3 separate regions of the Mus musculus genome follow, and regions 1 and 2 are each linked to region 3. A link is a contact called in public HiChIP or PLAC-seq data. All regions are on one chromosome and are shown on one strand. The core of a region is the stretch at or near the end of the contact, and the rest is flanking DNA. Distances in the headings are between cores, read along the strand shown.

The links. HiChIP or PLAC-seq counts read pairs in DNA pulled down with a chosen protein or histone mark.
Region 1: a contact with region 3 is called in a FOXA1 HiChIP or PLAC-seq map of pancreatic cancer cells. The contact joins two enhancer-like sites. A contact is called at or near these places in 4 of 484 Hi-C or Micro-C datasets (the Ba/F3 cell line, the HPC-7 cell line, embryonic stem cells and 1 more) and 3 of 115 datasets of contacts at active chromatin or transcription factors (embryonic stem cells, large pre-B cells and pancreatic cancer cells).
Region 2: an H3K4me3 HiChIP or PLAC-seq map of embryonic basal ganglia shows a contact between it and region 3, with 4 times the contacts expected there. The contact joins two enhancer-like sites. A contact is called at or near these places in 2 of 115 datasets of contacts at active chromatin or transcription factors (astrocytes and embryonic basal ganglia) and 2 of 9 other capture datasets (embryonic tail and embryonic trunk).

Annotation. Positions count from the first base shown.
Region 1 is chr6:52,472,871-52,477,191 of GRCm38.p6, reverse strand. No RefSeq gene overlaps it. Among named protein-coding and RNA genes, the nearest start is that of 1700094M24Rik, 17 kb to the left of the region's middle. Within about 2 kb of position 3,056, at least 13 of the 459 cell types and tissues checked have an H3K27ac peak or open chromatin away from gene starts, as enhancers often do. A contact at or near this core is called in pancreatic cancer cells, where this site is marked.
Region 2 is chr6:52,365,500-52,370,140 of GRCm38.p6, reverse strand. No RefSeq gene overlaps it. Among named protein-coding and RNA genes, the nearest start is that of Evx1os, 53 kb to the right of the region's middle. RefSeq lists an enhancer at 1,917-4,641. Within about 2 kb of position 3,385, at least 10 of the 459 cell types and tissues checked have an H3K27ac peak or open chromatin away from gene starts, as enhancers often do. A contact at or near this core is called in embryonic basal ganglia, where this site is marked.
Region 3 is chr6:52,823,580-52,827,965 of GRCm38.p6, reverse strand. The region is part of intron 2 of Jazf1 (JAZF zinc finger 1); the gene reads left to right. Among named protein-coding and RNA genes, the nearest start is that of Gm52904, 27 kb to the right of the region's middle. Within about 2 kb of position 2,260, at least 150 of the 459 cell types and tissues checked have an H3K27ac peak or open chromatin away from gene starts, as enhancers often do. A contact at or near this core is called in embryonic basal ganglia and pancreatic cancer cells, where this site is marked.

The sequences.
Region 1 (4,321 bases), core at 1,807-4,306, 350 kb after region 3:
TACCTGCACAGGAGGCAAGCCAGGAGGTGGTCTGGCCACCTCCACACTCTCTCCTGTGCGGAGGCAAGACACGCCCAGCAGATTCTGCAGCCGTCTCTGCACATTCTTGGGACCACTCTGTGGGGAAGGTGGCTGCTCAGTCCCAGGGTTTTCTTCTATGAGCCCATAAAGCCGTATCAGAACTGCTAGGCTCATAATCAAATTTTAATGACTGTCTGCTTTCCTTCCTAGATGTTTATAGTCCTCTGCACTCTGATTAGGGTTTGGGTCCCACAAGATAGTTAAAAGGCCACAATTTGCACTGGGTGTTTTATTTTTTCGGAGTTAAGTGAGTGAGGAAATGTCCTTTTGATCTTCCCGCGGTGGAGAAGGGCTGTTTGTGTTTTAAGGTCTTTACCGATTATGTGAGTTGGATGCAGGGCCCAGTCTGAGACTGGCCTTCTGGGTGGTTCTAAAGACCTTCAGGTTTTGTTTTGTTTTGTTTTTTCTTCTCCTGTCTGTCTACACCCCAGGTGCTGAAGGGACAGAGGAAAGCTAGCAGAAAAAGGCGTGGGAAGGAAAAAGGACAGGTTGTTATAGAGTCCAGCCTCTGATCACTGTGCCAAGAGAGCAGAAGACATTTTGCTGAGGGCTCCATTGCTTCATAGGAAGGTGTGGCGGAAATAGAATTTAACATCTCACGGTGCATTTATCACTATTCTCCTCAGAGGGAGGGGGAAAAAAAAACCCTCACAGAAGAACCTTGAAGGGGGAAGAATTGAGTTTTAAAAAATATTTATTCTTTATTACCTTTATGTGTAAGTCTGTGTATACACAGGAATGCAGATGCAGTTTTGGGTTGCACATGAAGTTGCGAGTCACCTGACATGAGGGCTGGGAGTTAAACTTGGGTTCTTCTGGAGGGAAAGTGCGTGGTGCTCTCAGCCCCTGAGCTCTCTCTCTGGGCAGGGAGGCTTGGTTTGGGCTCTACAGGACACAGACCATCATGGTGAAGAAGGCATGGAGACTGACGTTCCATGGCTGTCAGGAATCACCACCACCACCACCCCCCGCCCCCCATGTAAGTTCTACCTCTATGGCCTGTCAGCTAGCTAGACCCTATGTCTGGAAGGTTCTACAACCTCTCCAAACAGCACCATCAGCTGCGGAGCAAATGTGTTTCCAAACGTATGGTTTTGAGGGACATTTCAAATGATTGCAGACTGACTTTGATTTCTGGACCTTCTGCTGGGCTGCATTTGAAGCAGACCCAGTGACCAGGGGACCCTGATGCCACCCTCAGTCTATCGTCTGCCGAGTGTGAGAGGAACAAGGATCTAGGGACAGAAGGGACGGACCACAGGAGTCACACTCACTGCCTCCAGGGCTCCCACTCGTGTCAGGACTGAGCTAAGATGGCCGTGCTGGCTGGTGATGTCCTTGTGGCACAGACACATTATCCCACCGGTGTCCCAAGGAAGCCACATGCAATAGCAGTTCATTATCTTAATTAAGCTTATTGCAAGAGCAATCATCATTGCCGTCAGTATCAATCATCAGCCATTTTTTTTTTCTGACGGTGGCCTTAAGTGATGACAGTCTGTGTTGACAATAAATAATCATGCCTCTGGCTTGAATCGACACTTCATTGGACTTTAGGAGGCAGCGCCTGAATATTCCTGGGCTTGCTGTGTAAAGAACTATCTGTCTATGACAAAACCTGGGTATAGAAGAGATTTTTTTTTTTGTTTCCCAAATGGATAACTTCATAATATTTGCAAAATTCATCCTTTAGGAGATGACAGGCACAGACTCCAAACCGTATTTAGAAAGAAGGATAGATGCTTTTGCTCAGGCCTGGAGCACCGGAGCCGTTCCCAGTCTCCCTAAGTCTGGATGCACTGAGTTACGGCTCTTTCTTCCCCAATGGACACAGGGAATGAAGTTGTTTTGATTGCAAAATGGCTGGTGGCACTTTTGAGTTTCCAGGTGGGGGCAGGAAGGTGGGGGCCTGAAGCTGCTCCACCTCTTTTACCCTGGCATCTGCCTCGTTGTCGTCGGGAACTCCATGAGTTTGAATAATGCTTATCAAGAAGAACCCTGGGCCCTTATTACTCCGGTGACTGCATCTTCCCTGCTTAAAGCACTCCCCGATCTCAACCATTTGTGCTACAAATAATTTTAATTGAGCCAAGAAACCCTTGACATTTTAGAAATTACCTTCTATTTATAAGACTTTAAGAAGGAACTTTCCTGTCAGGCCTGACCTCTGTGTGATTTGTCTCTCTCACCATTCTCCCCACTCCAACTCACACACACACACACACACACACACACACACACACACACACACACACACGAGCACATATACACACGTGCATGAGCACACACATGTATTCGCTCTCACATGCACTAGCACACTCATACCTGCACACATGTGTACTCACATGCACTTTCTGTTCAGGTTTCTAAGTTTTGATTGAACTAAATTCATTCGTAATTTAATTTTGTAGTAGCAAATAAAAACCTGGTCGGATATGCCCACAAACCTGGTCGGATATGTCCACAAAATCCCACTCCCACTGTGACACAACGCAACCTTTTTGACTCTCGCCTCAGTCTGCTCATTGGAAGTCTATGCTCAGGATGTGGGAAGTTCTGGGACAAGGATTACATGGCTGCCTTTCGGGGTTGAAACTCACGAGTCTGTGACATCTGCCTCTTGGTGGGGTCCTGGTGGTTTCTGCACAGTGAAAAGACAGAATTTTTTTTTCTTATAAATATCACCTTTTCTACTGGCATAAGGCAGTTGGGTTTGACATGAATAATTAAATGCCGTGCCTTTCTCTTCCCGTTTTTCTATCCATTGTCCCTGATCTTCAAAATAACTCATTCACCAAGTATTTATGGACCGTGTGCTGTGTGCCAGGCCAGATACTATTCGGGTTGCTTGGAATTAGTCTGTGAGATAAAGCATAACAGAAACAAACAGAAACGGCTCTTAGGGCTTGCCTCAAAGGGAAGACAAATAACAAGGCGCAAACAGTGCGCCTGGCACTAAATGCTGCGGTTAAACGTGATGGGCCACAAAGCCAAATTAGGCATGGAAGGGGAGGGGAGAGCACCGGCGTGAAAATCTCTCTCTGGCTGCTGAGATGGGTTTGTGAAAGGGGTGGGGGTGCAAAGTTATGAACAATCATCCAGAGAGAAAGAACAGCAAACTCACATCGCCCCCCTCCCCAGGTGGGAACAGAGAACACTGAACCAAACTGGAGTGAGCGGTGGTAGGAGGAGGGTCTTCGAGGTTAGGGAGGACCAGGAAGGCTCGGGTGGGGACTTGCCTTTCCTCCTGAGTGAGCTGTGGGCTCTGGAAGGTGTGACACACACACACACACACACACACACACACACACACACACACACACACACACAAACACACCCCTCGCGGCTTGGGTGTGACAGTGTGTTGTTAGGTTAGAAGGAGAAAAATAAAAGGCAGCAGAGAGCCTGATGAGGAGGGAGGGTGGGAGGAGGGAGGATGGCGGGGTACGATGTATAGGTGAGGTGTCGCACAGCTGCTGTCCAGGTGAGATGGTGCAAAGCTCTTGGTTTGGGGGATATTAAAAATAATAATGAAAGTGTTATTTAGCCCTTTTTTTAAGATTAGAGAACTCAAAATAACTGACTTTCTAAAGAACCCAGAGCAAGTGCGATCCCAAGTTGAGTTCCAAACCAAACAAAGCTCTTATCGGGTGCAGCACTACAGTACCATGTGGACAATTGTCGTGGACTACCGCCCTGGTATCCACCTTGGAACGTCTGCTCCGAGGCTTGATCATGTTCTCATTAACATAATAAATAAGGAATCAGGGAGAACAAGGGCGCACAAGTCCCCTGGAAGCCCTGACAACTAATGCTACCTGACAAGTAGCAGGTTGGAGCCTAATGAATAGCTGAGAGGAGCAAGGGAGGAGGAGGAGGGATGTGGGCTTCCAGGGAGGAGGGAGCTCATTAGTGGCCCTGTTGCTTAGATGGCTCACAGCATCCTTCGAGCAGACCCCTGCACTGCTGGGTATCTTTTCGGAAATACTCTTATTGTTCTGAGGCCTTTAGGGGTTTGTGTACGTGCATGTGTGTGTGTGTGTACGTGTGTACGTGTGTGTGTGTGTGTGTGTGTGTGTGTTGTGGTATGTTCCAGCTGAGGTAAAAATTCCTATAACATAAATTGGCAATTTTTAAAATGAATCGTCCTATGACATTTAGTACAGTCAAAGTGTTTCTTAAACACCATACCACTAGTTCTCAAACATTTTCATCAACTCAGAAGGAAACCCATATATGT
Region 2 (4,641 bases), core at 2,136-4,635, 460 kb after region 3:
AAATTCTTGGAAATCAAGACAGGTCCTGTAGTCATGGCTCAGTGGACAAGAGCATTGGCTACTCTTATAGTGGACCCGGGTTCAGCTCCCAGCACCCACATAGAGGCTCCAGTCACCCTTAACTTCAGTGCCGGTGGATTCAATGCTTTCTTCTGACCTCCTCGGGCATCAGGCACATACATGTACAGGCAAAACTCTCGCATACATATAATAAATGAAAACATTTCTCAGAAGCCAAAATCTGCATGAATGATCTCTTGAAGAATTAAATATTATGTTCAGAAAACAGAAGCTGGCTGGAAGACAGGGGCAAGGTCATTTTCAGTTTGAAAACTGGTCGGCCAGACCTCAACTCTCAGTGCCCCTCTCTGCTGCAGAGAAACAGCTCTGTCATGGAAGATCTGGGTTCAAAGTCAAGCTCTCCACACAGGGAGCCTGGCACTTTTCCCCCCAATCTCCTAAGTGATTAGAATGGGGGGATCCCAGTGAGAGGAGATAGGGTCTTCCCTGCCAGGGCCCATATGAGCTTCAACTGACTCTAGTCATTAAGCCAGGGATGTTCTGCTGGGTAAAGTGCCCTGAACTATGCATCAAATTCTGCCAGCACCAAACTCTTTCTGCATAAGCTCTTTCTCTCCTCAGAGCTCCCAGTCACCACTGACAGAGAGCCTGGTGGGCTGGCACAGGTAGGGGGAACCATTCTAACTTGAAATTCCCCTGAAGCCTTGCAGCAGAATTTGGAAGCACCATAGGACTTACCCACAGTCATGCAGTAGAAGTCAAACCCACTGCAATTCATTCCAACAGCACCGTAGCTTCACGGTTTTAAACAGCTGTTGGCAAACTGTGGTCTGAGGTTATGGACCAAATGCTGTGAGTCACCTGACCTTGCAGATGTGGCTTCGTCAGAGCTCATGCCTGCATGTCCAGCCAGATACTGCTCATGGATGCACTTACAGCCCCAGAGCTGGGCAGCTACAACAGCAGTCAAGTGGCCCAGAAAGCCTGAACTACATGCCGTCCAGCTCATTCCAGGAGAAGCTTGCCAGCTCCTGTCCTGAAGCATCATTGTTACCGGTTTAGAAGTTGAGATAATCTCCTCTGAGGTTATTAACAGGAGTGACCACACACTGGCCACGGGCTGCTCAATCACCTCTTGAAGAAAGGGAGGGCGACATTTATTAGCTCTGTGGCTTTGAAAGCACTTTATCTTTCTGAGAGTCCGTTTCTTCCCCCAGCCAGAGGCACACAGCAGCTGTGCCTGCTTGTCCTGCTCTGCTATGTCGACGTAAGCAGCAGACAGAAACACTGGTTAGAGATGTAGCCGAGCAGAAAGAATTTGCCATCGATATAATGTGTTCATTGTTTATGGTTTATTGTTTATTGTATTGTTTTGAAACAAACTCACTCTGTGACTCCAGATCACCCTGCCCTGCCTTTGGGGTTACCTTGCAGGTGTATGTCACCATGCCTAGCTATAATAATTGGCATAATTTAATACTGTTTGGTTTATGTGCTCTAGGAAACTTATTTCTAACAGAACCAGGAGCTGGAAGTCTGAGATCAAGGCACCAGCCAAGTCAGCCTCCAGTAAAGGGCCTCTTCTGACGCGTGGAGGACTGTCTGCTGACCACACCCTCACTGTGGGGGGCAGGGAGGGAGACTCAGATTAAGCACCCACTCATATAGCACCCCTTAGCCTTAACCCTATTCATTCTGGCGGGGGCGGGGTCACAGTGATAGTACGCATGAAGCACAGGATTTGAAAGCAGAGGACTTCCTCAGTTCATCTTGGGCCGGTGTCTCAGCCTCTCTGGCTTCTGTCTCCTAATTTCAGAAAAAAAGAATATTTTGGAAAAATTCAAGTAATAGTTCCGCTCCCGTTTTTGGAGGGGTGAAGGTCTTACATAGCCCCAGGCTGACGTGAACCTCACTTTGTAGTTAGGATGACTCTTGATCTTTCTGCCTCCAGACTGTGCCACCACGCAGAGGTTATACAGTGCTGGGAACTGAGCCCAGGGCTTTGTGCATGACAGGCACACTCTCTGCCAGCTGAGTTGCATCCCCAGCCCTACTGTGCCTTCAGCATGTGTGGTTTATTGTTTCATTTCCTGTTAGCTTTCTTTCTTCTATTTGTTTCTTTATATGGCCTCTGTTCTCAAACTTGCAGTCCTCCTGCCTCAGATTCTCCAGTGCTAGACTACAGGTTTGTGCTACCATACCTGGCTACTTGTTTTAGTTTCTTTTATCAGCTTTTATGTTTTTGTTCATCTCGTGAGGACAAGACCACTGTCGTATATCCATCCAGCCATCTCATGGACGTGACACACAAGAAGGAAGTAGAAATAAAGACAAGACTCTGCTTAGCTAAGTCTGTCTCTTTTCTTACCAGAAACAACAACTCTCCCCCTAAAAAAAAAAAAACTATCCATCAGGCAATTGATCACAGCTCATTCAAAGTAATGGTATCAATGGCTACCTCTAATGAGAATAATCTAGAAGGCATCTGTGACCGTGTGTGCCATAAAGTTGGAAGCTTTTTCTTTTTAATTAAAATCAATAGTCACACCCTCATGTTACTGCAGTTATCCAGAAAGAAAAAGCAGCAGGCTGACTTTGGGGGTCACTGGGACAGTCACTTTGTCTCAGGTGGTCTCTGGCAGCCTCCACCGGCATCATCCTGACTCACCAGAGGTACCGAGAACTGACTTGGGAAAACAAGAAAGAGAGACACATTCTCCTGTATCTAAACAGCAAAAGCAGATGCTGAGGCATGGGCAGTAGACAGAGGCCAGCCAGGTCCTCTGTAGGGAATATGGTGGCTTTGCTCTGCGCACCTCCCTCCCCACACAGCCCATGTTCATTAGAGCGGTCACAGTGGAAACACGACCCACCCTGGGGCTTTTGTCCCCTAGCAAAGCCACAGTGAGAAACCCTGAGCCCCAAACTTGATCTGGTGCCTGGTTCTGTCCCAAATGCTCCCAGCCTTTTTAATGAGGCAAGCAGCCAGAGGAGTCTCATTCCCCACAAAAGAAGATCAAGGTCTCAGAAGGCAGGGGAAGTATTAGTTAAAAACCCAGGATCTAAGCAGAGTGGGGAATCCCCATGCCACAGGGACCCGAAGCACCTAAATAATAGTGTGGACATTCCAGAAAGTGTTTAGGTCCAGGGTGAGAGAGGACTGGCTGACCCGATGGCTTCCGTAGCCATCGGCATGAGAAAGATGAATGAGCGCGTGAACAACCAAGCCTGGCTCACTGTAGGACATTTGCTGCAAATATTTTGAAATTCAGATTTTGTCAGGCTGGTGTAACTAGGAAAGCCTCGTTGGAGGAATATGCTAATAAGTCATTAAAGCACACTCACGTCGTGCCATATGGTACGATTGAAACATAAAACAGTGGGCTCTATTCTGTGGCCAGGGTTGGTTGATAAAAGGGAGCCCTGGGGAGAAGATCGTTGCCCCGACCACCGCACTTTATATGCTAACTCTTGTTCCAGGGGCCTGTTGTCTCAAGCAGGCTGGGCAGCCATGTATAAGTGGCACTCCACGGGAGAAGAGTGCCACAGATAACAGGAGTGTAAACTACAAGCTGGCAAAAATATGGTTGCGTGAGGTATGTTTCCGGGTTGGAGTCTTGCTCTTTGAGTTACTAGTAAGTTCTTAGTAATTATATTCTAAGTCCTAGACGTGTGATCTTGTCTTTAAAATAATTAGAGGTAAGATCACCCTGGAAGTGTATGACAGGTAAACAGATGATGGATTGACAGTCTGTGCTCATGGATGCCTTTAATATGCAAGTCAGGCCCAGATCCTCTCTGCATTCAAAAACTAAACTTGGTGCTTTGCGCTTTAATTGCACTGTGGCCTGTGGATCACATTTGAGGAAATATGCAGATACATGCAGAAGCCCTCTAATCACTCCCTGGCTGCAAAAGAACTCCAACCCCACCCCATAGCCTGAATTCAGAGAGGAGAGCCAGCCTCACAGTCTTCAAACCATTGCCTTGGTAACAACTTTCCCCTCAGCCCTGGGCTGTTATGGGGAATATATATTTAGGAAACTCCGGCAGGAATTCTACCTTTTGTTTTTGCTCAAAGAGAAGTCACTTCAAATCCTGAGCATGCAGGCTCATGATTGATAAGACAAATGCCTTCATTACATGTCTCCCCTTTACATTCTGCAAATGTAAATGTCTCGAAAAACCTAAAACCTAAAAAACCTAAAGAGAGAGAGAGAGAGAGAGAAGAAGGAATGATAGACAACAGTCATCTATACAGGAAAGCCAGGGTTAGGTGGGTCCTGCCCACTCTGGCAGGGTGACACCAACCCTTCAACAACCTGAAACCTCAGTGCATTTATCCTGTGCAGCACAGGGCGGGAAGAGTCAGCTAGTCTTGGTTAGCAGGTCTCTGTAGGCACCAGTCTGAGGCTGTGAACATGTGAGAATTTGCAGTTGCTAACTTTAGCACATATGGCCAGTATTCGAACTCCAACCAGAAGAAGGCTTGGCCATTTCTGTAGGTCTGAGGTATTCAGATATACCCATGTCAAACAATACGCTTTCACTCAGGGCTACCTCGACTCCCTACAACATTGTATACTGCTTAAACTGAAAGATAAGCAAGAAACAGGGAGA
Region 3 (4,386 bases), core at 1,011-3,510:
CTATTGGCAGTTGGCCACTGCTCAAGGAGGGAGAATCCTTGTTTAAGGACATTCCATTATTAGGTTTACCATGTTCCAGCATGACTTCACACCCATGCACAGCACTAATTAGACTTACTGTGTACACACACACACAAAGCTGGAAGGAGGACTTGCTGTAGGGGATGTGGCAGGAGCTGGAGGAAGGGGGAGCATGTGATCACGTTTCATTGTATACAAACATGAAATTTTCAAGAATGTAGAAAACTTTAATAAATAACCAAGAAACATATTTTATAAGAAACTATGTACCAGACAATGTGAAGTACATCTTTGGTGCCTTTAAAATAAACACCTTACACACCAGTCATTCTCTGCATCATCTACAGCCATTGACAAGTAGGTGGGAGTTTCCTTTTGAAATGAGAGCTAGTTTGTGTGTATGTATGACTGTGCGTGCATGTGCACGTGTGTATACGTGTATATGCATTTGTACCTGTGAGCACACTCACGTGTATATGCACTTGTGGAGGCCAGAGGTCAGTGTCAGGTGTCTCTGTCTCTGTCTCTCTTAACATTATTCTTGGGACAGGGTCTCTCCCTGAGCTTAAGGGTGACACTTCGGCTGTGCCAGCTGACCAGCAAGCAACTAGGTCTGTCTGCCATCCCCCTACCAAATGGCCCCACACCCAGTTTTCCATGGGGGCTGAGGAACTGAATTCCTGCCATCAGTGATTGAGCAGTAAGTATTTTATCCAGTGAACCATCTCCTCCGCCCCAGAGTTTCTTACTTATCTAGTGGTTTGTGGGCATTTTGAGATGAAGTTTCAGCTCCTTATTGCACCAAGCCTGCCACTGACCAAGCCCTGAGCCCACACTGACATTTTCCATACCCCATGTACTTCAGCCAGGCTGGAAGACAGCCATCCCTGCTGAGCTTTGCTTCTGTTTGTTCTCGCTTGCTACTCTTGGGGTTGTAAACCAGTGTCCCTGTGTGCCTAGGTAGCCTTATGTCCTCTTCCTTCATCCTCCCAAATGATGAGGCCACAGACCATGCCACCATTCCCAGCCATGAAAGAAAATAAATTTTTGTGCAAAACAGCTGAACAAACACATGAATAAATCATGTGATTTCATTACAAAAGTAAGTTTTTGGGATTAGGGACACGGCTTTGTGGGTAAGATTACTTGCTCTGAGAGCACGAGGACCTGAGTTCAAATCCCAGCACCCTTGTAAAAACCCCAGTGTGGCTGCGCATGCCAGCAACCCCAGCAGAGGAGGAAAGGCAGAGGAGGAGCAGCAAACAAGGCAGGTCCAGGTAAAGACCAAGCAAGGCAGGAGCCGAGGAGAGGAAACGCCGGCAGTCACTCTGGTCTCCACGTGAGCACAGGCATGTGCTATTGAACACATGAGCCCTACTGAGCTTGCACCACACACTACACAACACACACAGGAAAAATGGAAAAATGTATTTTTTATTTTTATATTTGTGCCCCAAATAGTCGTCAAAAACACAGCAAATAAAAGGTGTGTTACCTTTAAAAAAATTTAAAGCTATCTCTGAAATCATTTGGACGGCTTGCCTTCCTCTGAAGAAGCAGGGGTATTGCCTAAGACTCGGCCTTAGCCCTCTCCCACCTTTCCATGCTAGCCCTCCATGTTTCCTCCTCTAGGGTGTGACTGCTCACCCCTTGTACACACCCTTGGAGTCTCACTGTCACTTGAGTCTCAGCACTTCCAAACAAAATTCTCCTTAGCAGCAAAAACAGCACAGTGGAGGGGACACCTTGTGCCAGAAAGAGATCTCTGTTTCAGTGGTCTTCACACAGGTCCCGCTGCCAACCGTGCTGTGGGAATTTAAACAGACTGTTAGGAGAGAGCTTGCCAAGTGTGCGCAAAAGGTTTGATCCCCAGCACCACCACGTAAGCTAGGCGTGGTGGCATATTCTACTAACCTCAGATGGGAAGTGGGAGCAGGAGAATGAGAAATTCTGACCATCCTTGTCTACTTATAGATGGTAAGATTGAGATCTGTCTGACAGCATGAAACCCTGTCTCGGGAGCAAAGCACCTAGCACAGAATGTTCTCAAAATCTAGATGTGGGGCTGCAGGGATGGCTTCGTGTTGAGAGTACTTGCCAAGCTAGCACAGGACTTAAGTTCAGTTCCCAGCAGCCAGGCTGGTGACTCAGAACCCCTGTGACTCAGCATCTCCTTGGGCACTCATGAGCTCATGGTAAACTCCAGATCCTCTCTTCTTTCCGTGTTGTGAACATTGATGACTCAGTCTGGCCATGTTTACGATGAGTCAGCTTGCACATTGCAGAGATGGTATAAGAAAAGGGTAGATTTAGACTGCTGCCTTCGGGCTTGACATACCAGGAATGTTCTGAGCTATTCCCCTGCAGCAGGGTCAGTATGAGAAGGCTTTTCCAGCCCAACAAAGGTTTACTGGACTCCTCAGAATTATTTTAGTTAGGGTATTTTGTCTTGTTTCCCCGCCATGACAAGAGTGGGGAAATCGCTCTGAGGCTGACCTTGTCGGGAATACTGAATGATGTCCTCCTTGAAAACTATCCCTGACTTCAGTAGACATTTAGAGGTTGATTGGAGCAAGCAGCTTGCTTTCCTTGGGAAAACAGGATGGAGAGGCTCCAGGTCACCAGCCGTGGCCTGCATGTTGTGTGCCAAGGTACCCAGGAGCTTGTGTCACTCCATGGGAAGTCCTGGGGCTGGCTCATTCCTGCCCTGAACCAGCCATGGGTCTTTAAAGGAGGTGGCATGCTTTTAAATTCTGGCTGCTATCCATTAAAGCTTTAATTAGCACTAATTAGGAATCTGGGGTAATCAGCTTGGCCTGAAATGGAAGCCTGTGTATGCTGGGAAGAAAGGCTTTGCTAAATAAACCAGCAGGATGAACAGTATTATGGGGTGAATGCTTTTCTGGGGAGCAGCTGATGGTAAGGATTAGTGCTTGCCCTGGGCATGCAAATGAGGGCTGCTGGCTACAAACAGCAGAAGAGCTGGAGGCCCCACCACACAACACTTCATTAACAGTTAAGTACAGTGACATTTTTTTAAAGTTTAAATACCCTGCTCTTTTTCTTCCAAATAACCTATAAATTCCCTCATTTATGGAGCTGTGTATGGGGTGAAGGATGTGGGTTAAGGTAGCTGGGAGATCTTGTGAAATACAAACTCATTTCAAAGGATTACTACACAGTGGCTTTGGGACATTTCTTTTTGCTCCTCAGCTTAGAGAACAGCAAAAGTACCAGCACACAATGCAGAGTAGCCTCCCATCTGCGCCGCCGCCGCAGAGCCTCCATTCCTGGAAGGGCTGGATCCAACCTTCCAGCGGAAGGAGGCCTCGGTATAACCGTGCTGCATCCATCTAGCAGTGCCCAGCCTTGGCATCCACCTAGCAGTGTCCAGCCTTAGCATCCACCTAGCAGTGCCCAGCCTTAGCATCCACCTAGCAGTGCCCAGCCTTAGCATCCACCTAGCAGTGCCCAGCCTTGGCATCCACCTAGCAGTGCCCAGCCTTGGCATCCACCTAGCAGTGCCCAGCCTTGGCATCCACCTAGCAGTGCCCAGCCTTGGCATCCACCTAGCAGTGCCCAGCCTTGGCATCCACCTAGCAGTGCCCAGCCTTGGCATCCACCTAGCAGTGCCCAGCCTTGGCATCTACCTAGCAGTGCCCAGCCTTGGCATCCACCTAGCAGTGCTCAGCCTTGGCATCCACCTAGCAGTGCCCAGCCTTGGCATCCACCTAGCAGTGCCCAGCCTTGGCATCCACCTAGCAGTGCCCAGCCTTAGCATCCACCTAGCAGTGCCCAGCCTTAGCAAGCACTGAAAGCCTCCTAGCTACTGTCTGCCCCGTCAGTTGTACTACAAAACTAGATTTTAGAGGCTGTATCAAAACTCTCTTCTCCCTTGACTCATTTTCCCATTTTGTAGTTTTAAAGCACTATGTGAAGACAAGATTAAAAAAAAATCTGTGACTTACCAATAATCACTATAAAAAATGGGAGGAAGTCAGTGAAAAAGACAGCAAATGTCCAGACGCATCACACTAGTGTTTTGTGCGTTTTAAAAACGTATCTTTATTAAAATGCTTAAACTGTCACAATTACCAACTACCTTACACTCTGCACGGCAGCACACATGGGCAGTCTCCTTTGCCAAGGATTTCTGCACTCACAAGCTCCCCATCAGCAAGAGGAAGAGACAAGAACAGTCACAGATCTTCTAACATTTTTCTTAAGATTATTCATGTGTGTGCTTTCTGAATAGCTGAATAAACACAGTCATAAAGGGGCGGCCTCCTGGAAAACAGAGCACTAAGGCAAAACGCGCATTTGTAAAAGCCTGGAAGACCTAATTGGCTTTTATTAGCAATTCTG